Regions from separate parts of the Mus musculus genome. Here region 2 is linked to region 1. Evidence: chromatin contacts called from public HiChIP or PLAC-seq data. All regions are on one chromosome and are shown on one strand. The core of a region is the stretch at or near the end of the contact, and the rest is flanking DNA. Distances in the headings are between cores, read along the strand shown. Region 1 overlaps Ston2 (stonin 2). Region 2 overlaps Ston2 (stonin 2).

Region 1 (5,527 bases), core at 217-2,716:
CCCGTCTCAACCTCACTGTTACGAGAGTATCAGCCAGGAAATCAACAGAAATCAACAGTGATTTGCCAGCTTTGAGATGTCCTGCTCAACCGAATAGGGCTTGAGCCCTAACCTCTGGCACAGCCCTGCGGACTGAGCAGCAGCTGTCTGAATCTGAGTGGCTTATGAGAGAGTAGAATAGGACACGAGAGAGCAGCAGATGCCCCCTTAGTATCCATTCGGAAGCGTTTGTCTACCAGCTCACAGCAAGACTCATCTTAACCAGCATGGGATACCCATCTGCACGTGTTGAGAACTGAAGCTAGCAGCAGGTATCAAGTCATTCAGAGGGAGCCAGCCTAGTGAGGTAGGACCAAAATAGCACAGCTTTCTCGGTACAGGAGGGTTCTTCCTCGGAGGCTCAAGTGCACCTAAGATTTTAATATAGATAGCAGCAGCATTGGCGTGGTGCACCTATGATAGCATAGCAGGCTACTACTGCTGAATTCTTAAGTGTTTCTAAAATATGAGCTCAGAATCTATAAGCAAGTGTCTTTACTGACCTCCTAGTCAAACAAGAACAAGGAACATGCCCACAATGCCAATGCCCATGTTGCCAACCTCTGCCAACCTCTGCCAACCACATAGCTTAATGATCACCTTGCCAACCTCTGTCAACCACGTAGCTTAATGGCCACGGTGCCAACCTCCGCCAAGCACATAGTTCTGCTTATGTGCAGCTGACAAACTGATGGCAGATGGGCGTTTCCATGATTGAATCACCCGAGCAAATACCTCACATAGCTCTGTGAGGTACAGGAGACACGGAAGAGAATGGGGCCTTGTATTGTGCCAAGAACAGGCTGTGTGTGAGGAAAGCTTGTGTGGCTTAACCAAAGGGCCCCCACTTAGAAAATGATGCCTTGTAGGATGTGGTAACAGCTGGAGATAATGTGGACCAGTGCTTGGCTAGTGCCCGGCACAGAAGGGGCAGCTAATAAACACCACTTTCTGCAAATTATAACTAAAAGCACACACTGTCAGGAGTGGCTCTCTGAGTGAGTGGGAACAAGAAGATATAGATTATGAGCTCATGGCTTCTGTTGGAGACATACTGGGTCAAATGGCTTTTAGCCTGCTTATATGGAATGCTATTCTGAGAGGAGGCATAGATGAGATGTGAGGGTGAGATGATATGTACTGAGCAGAGGTTGTGGAGAGAAAAAGGAGAAAAGGAAAACTGCAGCTCTCAGAAGAAACACACGCACTTCGTTTCCAGACTAAAAACAATTTGAAGGTAAAGGCTCTAACATTTCATTTTTATCTTTTTTCCATCTTTATGCTGTTTTTATTCATCATTATTATAATCTACGATATTGCCTGGCACCCAGAAAATATGTACTGGCTCAGGCTCTGGGCTCACTTGCAGGTGCGCCTGAGTAAACACTGGAGAAGGAAGCCATGGCGTGTTGGTGTGGGGACAAGCCTCACACTGTGATACAGATAAGCAGAAGTGCCCTTTGCCCCAGTGCTTGAGTTACCAAGCCACCAAAACCAACACACTGTGACATTCACAATGACACGACGTCACGCCACGGGGAAGCCCCAGGAGAGGCTTCAAATATCAACAGGGGAAAAATCTGTCCCAGTTTGTCAGTGTCCCCTGTGAGCTGATGAGGTAACACGGACTCCTACAGTGCTCTGCCTCAACTCCTCCTTTAGACCACGACGGGAGGGTTCACGGTCTACAGGGGAGGGAAAACAATAGCTTAGGCAACTTGTCTTTGGACGAGAAGTTTCTAATCTGTTTCTAAACCGTCCTCTTCATTGACTTGAGGTAGAACATTCAGAGACAGGTGCTTAGAGATACTCAGGACTGTACACGTGCATGTCCCCAGCACCTCTGTGAGAAACAGGAGCCCGGGTGCTTCCCTCCAGTTCAGTCAGTCACCTGATGGGGGAACACTAACCTACTAACCTACTTCTATAAGCGCTCCATCAGTTTTATTCAGAGCAGTTTAACCCGTAGTAACTACTCCTTGTGTTAAATTTGTATTTTTCTATTTTTTTTTAAAAAGATTAATTTAGTCTCTCTGTCTCTGTCTCTCTCTGTCTCTCTCTGTCCCTGTCTCTCTCTCTGTCTCTTTCTCTCTCTCTCTCTCTCTCTCTCTCTGTCTCTCTCTCTGTGTGTGTGTGTGTGTGTGTGTGTGTGTGTGTGTGTGTGGTGTGTCTTCGAGAGTTTCTGTGCACCGTGAGTGCAGATGCTCTTGGAGGCTGGAGGGCATTTTCATTCCCTGGAATTGGAGAGGTGGTTGTCAGCTTCCAAACTTGGGTGCTGGGAGCCAAACTCGAGTCCTCTCCAAGAGCAGCAGATGGTCTTAGCTACTGAACAATCAATCTCTCAAGCCCCAAATTCCTATTTTTCTTATTGATGTGATTAATCTGGAGTTTGCCAGTGCTTTCTTCTAGAGGCAACTGTCCGTCACTTGACTCATCTCTAATTGTCAAGCCCGGGCTACCATCCTGCCTTACTTAACCTCCCAAGGGTTGGAATTACCTACCTATAGCGCCATGCCTAGCTTTTCTTTTTTGTAAACATTTTATTAAAACACCAAGCACACGGAAAAGAACAGAAATCCTGTCTGTGTTTAAAGCTTGATGCATTTTTTCAAAACTGTTTGTTTGGATTTGTTTGTAAACTGATCCAAAGCCAGAACACAGCCAGAACCCATGGTGACTTCACTTTATGCCCCCATTCCTCCTACCGACCTCCCCTTCTCATAATCACTACCATGACTACTAACACCATATGTGCTATTTGAACATTTCTGCATTGTGTTCAAATGCACCAATGCGACAGTTTATCCCTTGGAATGTTTACAGATATTTGATATTTTCTGCATTTGGGCAATTATAGCTGGTGCCCCACTGCACACTCTTGTACATACTTGGGTACACACGAAGATGCATTGAGTATACTAAACAGGACTATTCCATCATCCAGCACGCAAACTCACTGCATTCACTTAGGCTTCCACACAGTGTCTACATGTTCTGTTGGTCTTTATCTTTGCTAACAGGCAGTACTGCCTGACACTCACTTGAACTGTGATGCTGTCTAGGCACTCTGTTTTATGGTAGAGTTACTTGGCTTCCATTGGTAACTAAGGAGGCTTGCCTAGCACCGTGGTGCATGTTTTACTGGCTATTTGGCTATCCTCTTTTATGAAGTACTTCTGAAAAGAATATTTATTATTATGGTGAGAGTGTATGGCTGTGGGGCAGGCACCCCACAGTATGCATGTGGAGGTCACAGGACAGCTCTGTGGAACTGTGGACAGTTCTGGGGAGTTCATATGGTTCTCTCCTTCCCCCTTTTCGTGGGGCCTGGGGATTGAACTCGGGTCACCAGGCTTATATGACGAGCACCTTTTCCTACTGAGCCATCTTGCCAGCCCATGACATTATCTTTATAAGGCCTTTGTTTGCTGTTTACCATGTTTCTGCTGACTCCCAAAGTTAATTTATGTTCTGCATGTGAGTGGTCTGCCAGATATGCCTGTTGGCAACATTTCTTCCTATATAGTGGTTTGCTTTTATTTTTTGTAATAGGATGGCTTTTAATTAACAGACACTTTAAATTCAAAAGTGAGGTAATTTATGAAGTATTTTCCTTTAATGGTTAGTGCTTTATGAGTCTTATTTAAGAATCATTTGGAAGACATTTTATTAGAAAGCCTGATGAGCCGGGCATGGTGGCACATGGTGGCACATGCCTTTAATCCCAGTACTTGGGAGGCAGAGGCAGGCGGATTTCTGAGTTTGAGGCCAGCCTGGTCTACAAAGTGAGTTCCAGGACAGCCAGGGCTACACAGAGAAACCCTGTCTCGAAAAAAACCAAAAAAAAAAAAAAAAAAAAAAAGAAGAAGAAGAAAGAAACTTGGGAGCATTGTCTACTATAAAGCTCTTTTCCTGGGAACTGCCTCATGTACATTTTTTTTTTCATGGAAATAAAAATGCATGATGTTCATTCATCGAGAGGGTGACACTCAGAAGGAACCATCTACAGGCTCCTGCCGAGGGGACAGAGCTGTGTGGGCTCTTGCCCCTTTCTGAGCTTGGCTCTCCCACAAATTTCTCGTTGGCCAATATTTATTTTTGTTGCTTGTAACCAAAGAGGCCTACTGGTTCCTTAACTCACATCTTCTTTCCTGGATGGTCTCCATGTATACCCATGACTGTACTGGCCATAGTCCTTATTGCTGGGATCTGACAGGTGGCAATTTAAGGGAGGAAGGGCTTATTTTCACTTACAGTTTATGAAGGGATGTGGAACAGTGGTCCCCAACCTTCCTAATGTATTGACTCTCTAGTACAGTTCCTCATGTTGTAATACCTCCAACTAGAACGTTACTTTTCTTGTTACTTCATAACTGAAATTCCGCTACTGTTATGAGTCATAATGTATCTGATATGCAGGATATCTGATATGCAACCCCTGTGAAAGGGTCATTCGAGCCCCAAGGGGTTTGTGATCCATAGTTTGAGAACCAGTGATATAGATGATCATGGTGGCTGAGTGTGGTAGTCAGGTATCACTAACCTACTAACCTACTAACCTACTTCTATAAGCGCTCCTTCAGTTTTATTCAGAGCAGTTTAACCCGTAGTAACTACTCCTTGTGTTAAATTTGTATTTTTCTACTTTTTAAAAAAAGATTAATTTAGTCTCTCTGTCTCTGTCTCTCTCTGTCTCTCTCTGTCTCTCTCTGTCTCTCTCTCTCTCTCTCTCTCTCTCTGTGTGTGTGTGTGTGTGTGTGTGTGTGTGTGTGTACGTGCGTGCTACCACAGCCACTGTCAGGAAGCAGAGAAGTAGGACGGGGTTATAAAACCTGAAGGCTTGTGCCTCACCATCAGTGACCCATCTCCTCCAGCATGGCTCCCCCCTGCTTAATAGTTCCACAGCCTTCTCAAACAGGTGATGACGGGCTCCAGTACACAAACCTATCGGGGACTTTCTACATTCAAACCACAGTGGTACCCAGCACAGCCTGAACAATAACATTATAGAAACAGAAAGTTCACCGCCAAGAAATTCTGGCCTCATCTGTCCATGATTACAGCAGGATGAGTTTTAAAAACAGGTTTCTGATATGTCCAGGAGAAATAATAATATGTTCCTCTCACTAGCCTTTAGGGCCAAGAGGAAAGGGGAAAATGTAGCTAACACTGGGCATCTCCAATACAGTATAAGCACAACACAACACTAACGCTTTAATGAGCACCAGCAGAGAGTCCCAAAGCTGTGCCCAAGAACCCTACCAAGGATCCTTTCAGCTGGTGGCTATTCTAACAAGCGCTGATTTATTGAAATGTTAGGGCAAACAGTAATTAGGTAGTTTAAAAGGGTTCTAAGTAACAGCTAGCAGGCACACAGCTAAGAAACACTGCTGTAACTGGAAAGATGTTGGGGACTCATCCCAGTGAGCATGCTCTCCGGTCCTCTGGGGCCAACCGCTAAGCAGGGAGACTGACAAAATAGCACGTT
Region 2 (5,360 bases), core at 1,518-4,017, 66 kb after region 1:
GCTCAGTGCAAACGAAACAACAGCTCATTTTTGCTTTATTCTCAAAAACTTTCCCCTTAAGGAAACAATGAAAAGACTCAAGTTTAAATGGACTGTCTAGAAGTTTCTTTGCTTGTTTGTTTTACCTCTTGGCTCTGTTCATGTTGTAGCAGAATGTCTGAGCAGCAAGCTTAGGACTCAGCAAACAAGTTTTCAGTTATATTCTTTTTAAATTTTATTCTACTTGATTTTACTTCATGCATATATGTCTATAAGTATGTACGTGTCCCTAGTGCCCATGTCAGAAAAGGACATTAGACACTCTGCAACTAGAGATGCAGATAGTTGTAAGCCACTATGTGGGTGCTAGGAACTGAACCCTGGTCCTCTGGAAGAGCGGCCAGTGTTCTTAGCTGCTAAGCCATCTCTACAGCACATATAACAGCCTACAAGTCTACAGCACAGCACATATAGAAACTGGGGTGTGAACAGTGTTCCATGACAAAGAAGTCTTTAAGTTTTTGGCATCTACAAGTTCTGATATCAAACATTTATCAAGAGGGCCCAACTCCAAATAGTCTCATCAAGTCAGAGATGGACCCTTTATCTGTCCTCCAGCACATCTCAGGGGTTGTCATGGGGCGAGTCCAGGGGAATCCTCTTGTCAGTCCCTCTCTTCTACTATCCTCAGACCTCACATCCCAAGAGTTAGATGCCCTCTCTCTTTCATCTATGTATGATAATACAAGGGCTTTCCCCCATTTGTATTTGTTTAATACAGCATTGGGAACACAGCCTAGGGCCATGCACTTGTTTCTCTAGAGGAAATAATGTGTTTCCTTTCCCTGGGCCAGCCACAAGGGGGTTTTATTCCCTTCAGCGCCTGCCCTAGTTTAAACTCGAAGAGGAGCTCCTTCCATGGATGGATTTAAGCATTTCGGGAGCAGTGTCCATATCAGTCACTGTTGGCATGCCTCGGTGCACGATAAAATAAGTGACTGGGTAGTCAAGGTGAGCTAACAACTCCCTGGCTCCTCTAAATTCCCCAGGGGGGGGGGGGGTCTTTCCATTTCAATGTCTTAAAAATAAAAGATCTAGCATTAGGGACTGTCTCTTTGTCCCTAACTGCACTGTGCCCACAGCCTTGCTGCATTTTAATTGGGGCAATCAGCACAGTCCCTTTCCAGGCTGGAGTCCAAGGCCCCTTGGCTTCTCTCTTAGGTGGAGATCTTTTGTTTTTCTCTCTCCTCTGCCAAAAAGACTTCAAAGAATCCAGGGAAGGAAAGGAGTCTCCCAGACAGCATTTTCCCTTGGTGAGTCTTTGCTTTCCCAGCTCCTCTTGGCAAGCCAGAATCCTTAGATATTAAGCAGCTGGCTGGAATAGGCTTCACTTCTCTTGTAGAAATGACTGCTAGGGACGAACGACTCTGTCAGGATCACTTCTTTTGCTCATCCTCTTCCCTAATTCTCTTAGGCCCAAGACCACATAACTCAATGACCACAATGAAGTGTTGTGGCACACGTACCCATATAAACAGTTCCCCCTTAGCTCAGAGACATCTCTTACTCTAGAGTCTTGGGGATTTAGGGTCATCAAACAAGACATGGAGAATAAACTAACTACAAATTACTGATCTGACTGCAAAGTAGGCTAAAACCAAACAGCCAAAATTACTTTCCCCGGGTCCTTTTCCATGGCTGAACTTCACCACCTGCATGATGAGACAGACCTACAAATCCCATATTTCACCAGAGATCCCAATATTTTTCATGTTTAATATACATATCACACATTGTTCTTGTTCTAATTCTTATACATATTTTGCTTACATGTATATTTGTGCATCACGTGTATGTAGAGATCATCAGGGCTAGAAGAGGACATTGGAGTCTCCTGGAACTGGAGTTACAAACAGCTGTGAGCCACCCTGTAGGAGCTGGGAATTGAACTCTGGTCCTCTGGAAGAGCAGCCGAGCCCTCTCTACAGCCCCTCCGCTTCATTTAGATATTTCCTAGTCTAAAAAAAAGTTTACTTGCTGGCCAGTGAGATGGCTTAGCAGGCAAAAGCAGTCAGCACGAAAGCCTGACGGCCAGGGTTCGGTGCCCATCGTTCACAGGGGAGGAACTGAAGGGCCTCTTCTTCTGAGAGTTGTTTCTTAACCTCTGCACATTCTTTCTTGGGATGTAGAGTTCAATTATGAGATTCAGAATCTGAATAATAAGAACCAATAACTTGAGAAAAAGTATATTTTTTTTTAGGTAGATAAGTGAGAAACAGATAGTGAAAACATTTCCACGCTGTCAGGTGACCCTAAAAAGCATAAGATAGCCCTTGATTTTTCGGTACACCGATGACCTGTGAACTCTCTCAGTAGTCACCACTGGTTCCAAGCAAACATAGTAAGAACTTTGGCAAAGCCCCAGCAGTAACTGATAACTGACAAGGGAGAGCACTTGGAATTTTAGTTTAATACTTCACAAGCCATAACAGTTGGGCCTGGCTGTAAAATGAAGCTCTTTAGCAACCACAACAAAAGATCTCTCCCAACACCCACCTTTTCCTTTACCTCCTCAGAGACAAGTCCAAGTTCTTAGCTACCATGAACTGTAAAACATTAACAAAGATAACAAGAGAGAGACATGAAGTAGTTGGAAGACATGCATGGAAACACATATGGTTGATTATCAACGGGAAAGAACAGGAGAAATCACCGGGGCACGAGCTGTGTTCCTACCAGAAGACTCGGGAGGAAGCTGAACGACTTTCTGTTAAATGCTGATCTCAGCCCCGTGCCTTTGGTTGCCCACACGTAGCAGAACTGCAGAGAGGAAGTGCTTACGTGAATAAGTGATGTGTGGCTGGAAAAGCACACAGAACCTTGACAAGTGGCTTATGCTATTTCTGATTGCCCTGGCCCGTCCTGACTCGTTCTCAGCCTTATGCAAACGTTTATACTTTAGGAATGTGAAGTTTAGTGAACGAGCTTCCAGTGGTTGCTGTAACAAATTACCACAAAATTGGTAGCTTAAAATAATGGTAATTTATTTCCACATGGTTATAGAGGCTGGAGGTCAGAAATCAGAAACACTATGTTTTAGTGTCTGTGTTAGCAGGACCACTATCCCTCCAAAGGCTTGAGGGAAGACTGCCTTCCCTGCCCCCTCTGGCTTCTGGTGGATGCTGGCAGTCCTCAGCTGGGTTGTCATCACTATTGCTTTTAAGAGCAGCATCTTCATGCCCTCGGCTCCATCTTCTCCACTCTGTCTTTTCAGTGTAGGCAAATCCTTCCTCTCCCAAGGATACAGGTGGCTGTATTCAGGGCCTTTGAGCTCCTCCCTCTTGAAGTCTTTGAGTTATCTGCTAGAACTCCTTCTCCAGATAACACTCATAGGTGTCACAGGTAGTAGAACCTGCTGCCTTTGGGTGCTGCTATTTTAGCCTAGTAGATCATAAAATTCAGTGTTAGCAAAATCACAGAGCAGACTGCAGCGAGTGCAAGAAGTGCCACAATGCATTATGCATCCAGCATTATGAAGGAGCTTGCCATGCTAATATGGGCTGTTTCTGTGTGATGCCTGCAGGTATATGCATGGTATTGTCAACACAACGATTGATCCACATGCTTTGTATTTAAGTTCAAATCTGAACTACCCACCAGCTTCCACAGTGAACACCTCTCTAACCTGTGGAATGTCTGTTATCCACGCTGAGTGGACTGACGGCCAAGTTTTCTTACTTCCCATTTGGCTTGAACACTACCAGCCTTCCTTCTTACTGTTAAAAACAGTCCAAGGGAGGAAGCCCAAGGGAAGTAGGCCCACGTGGTAGAGGATGGTTTGTGTGATGAGAGCGAATCCTGCAGCCTTTTATTTAGTGTATTCTCTCCTGGGTCAAGTGGGATACTGGCAGGTTTAGAATTTGGCTCTTGTGATTTCTTTTCTTTCTTATTTGAGACAGGGTTTCTCTGTGTAGCCCTGGCTGTCCTGCAACCCACTCTGCAGACCAGACTAGCCTTGAACTCGGAGATCTGCCTGTCTCTGTCTCCCAAGTGCTGGGATTAAAGCCATGTGCCGCCACCACCTGGCAAAAGATGCTGTTTTTAATTTTTTGGTGGCCTTGAACTGTTGTATTCCTGCATGCCGGGACTATAGGCCTGTGCTATCTTGAAATTACTTGGGTAAAAGTAAGCGGTGAAGAGCTGAGGCAAGGGGACCCTGTTAATGTGAAAGGTTTTGAGCAATTAGCGCCTAAAGGTAAGGTCTTGAAAGAATCCGGATGCTTCGATTCTTATCGAAGGTCAGCGCGTCCTACCCGCCCATTTCCTCCCAGCCCTCACTATAATCTCACTACTTTCCCTCCCCTCAGGCGTGTGCATGTTAGAGGGGAAGTGGGCAGTGACAGTGGGAAGAGGAAGAGAGAGGCAACACCACAGCTCATCTCTGGCTGTTCCAAGGTCTCAAGGTCAGCAGGTCACATGTTGAGGCTCTCTTCTGCCACTTCTTAGCCTATAGCCTTGAGCAAATTCTGAACTCCTACAATGCCCCACTGTCCTCACAGAAACATGGACATAATACCAAGACTTTCCTTACATGATAATGTAAAGAATACATAAGATGATATAGTGAGAGAACTAGGAGCCAGCAAATGTAACTTACTGAAAATAAAGACCAGCCAGGTAGCCAGGCAGTGGCGGTGCATGCCTGTGGTGGAGCATGCCTGTGGTGGTGTGAATAGATTCTGTGTGAATGCTTGGCTCATAGGGAGTGGCACTATTAGGGGGTGTGGCCTTGTTGGAAGACGTGTGTTATGGTCGGTGCGGGCGTTAAGGTGTCCTATGCTCAAGCTAAGTCCGGTGACACAGTCCTCTTTGGCTGCCTTTGAATCAAGATGTAGAACTCTCTGCTCCTTCTCCAGCACCATGTCTGCTTGGACGCTGCCATGCTTCCCACCATGTTAATGGACTAAACCTCTGAAACTGTGAGCCAGCCCCAGTTAGATGTTTTCCTTTATAAGAATGGCCTTGGTCCTGGTGTCTCTTCATAGCAATGAAACCCTAACTAAGACAATGCCATTAATCCCAGCACTCTGGAATAAGAGGCAGGCCAGCCTGGTCTACAGACCTAATTCCAGGACAGACAGGGATACACAGACCCCTGTCCCCAACCAACCAGCCAAAACCCAGCCTGGCTTGGTGGTAGCTATCTATAATCTCACTGTTTTGGAGGTGGAGGCAGGAAGATCAGAAATTCAAGCCTGTGCTACATAGAAAGTTAAAGGCTAGCCTGGGCTACATGAGAACCCTTTCTACAAAACTAAATAATAACAATAACCACACCTTTGTACTGATTTGTGTGATTGGCTTTTCTGTTCTTATGTCCA

The links. HiChIP or PLAC-seq counts read pairs in DNA pulled down with a chosen protein or histone mark.
Region 2: a BATF HiChIP or PLAC-seq map of CD8 T cells shows a contact between it and region 1, with 8 read pairs. The contact joins two enhancer-like sites. A contact is called at or near these places in 1 of 15 datasets of contacts at CTCF or cohesin (CD8 T cells), 9 of 484 Hi-C or Micro-C datasets (bone marrow-derived DN3 thymocytes, bone marrow-derived macrophages, female germline stem cells and 5 more), 7 of 115 datasets of contacts at active chromatin or transcription factors (CD8 T cells, acute myeloid leukemia, astrocytes and 3 more) and 4 of 9 other capture datasets (adipose tissue, embryonic trunk, liver and 1 more).

The regions. Positions count from the first base shown.
Region 1 is chr12:91,667,160-91,672,686 of GRCm38.p6, forward strand. All of the region lies in intron 4 of Ston2 (stonin 2), which reads right to left. It also overlaps the pseudogene Gm51993. Among named protein-coding and RNA genes, the nearest start is that of Gm16876, 12 kb to the right of the region's middle. Within about 2 kb of position 1,467, at least 137 of the 459 cell types and tissues checked have an H3K27ac peak or open chromatin away from gene starts, as enhancers often do. A contact at or near this core is called in CD8 T cells, acute myeloid leukemia, bone marrow-derived macrophages and 1 more, where this site is marked.
Region 2 is chr12:91,732,049-91,737,408 of GRCm38.p6, forward strand. All of the region lies in intron 3 of Ston2 (stonin 2), which reads right to left. Among named protein-coding and RNA genes, the nearest start is that of Gm34718, 22 kb to the right of the region's middle. Within about 2 kb of position 2,768, at least 109 of the 459 cell types and tissues checked have an H3K27ac peak or open chromatin away from gene starts, as enhancers often do. A contact at or near this core is called in CD8 T cells, acute myeloid leukemia, bone marrow-derived macrophages and 1 more, where this site is marked.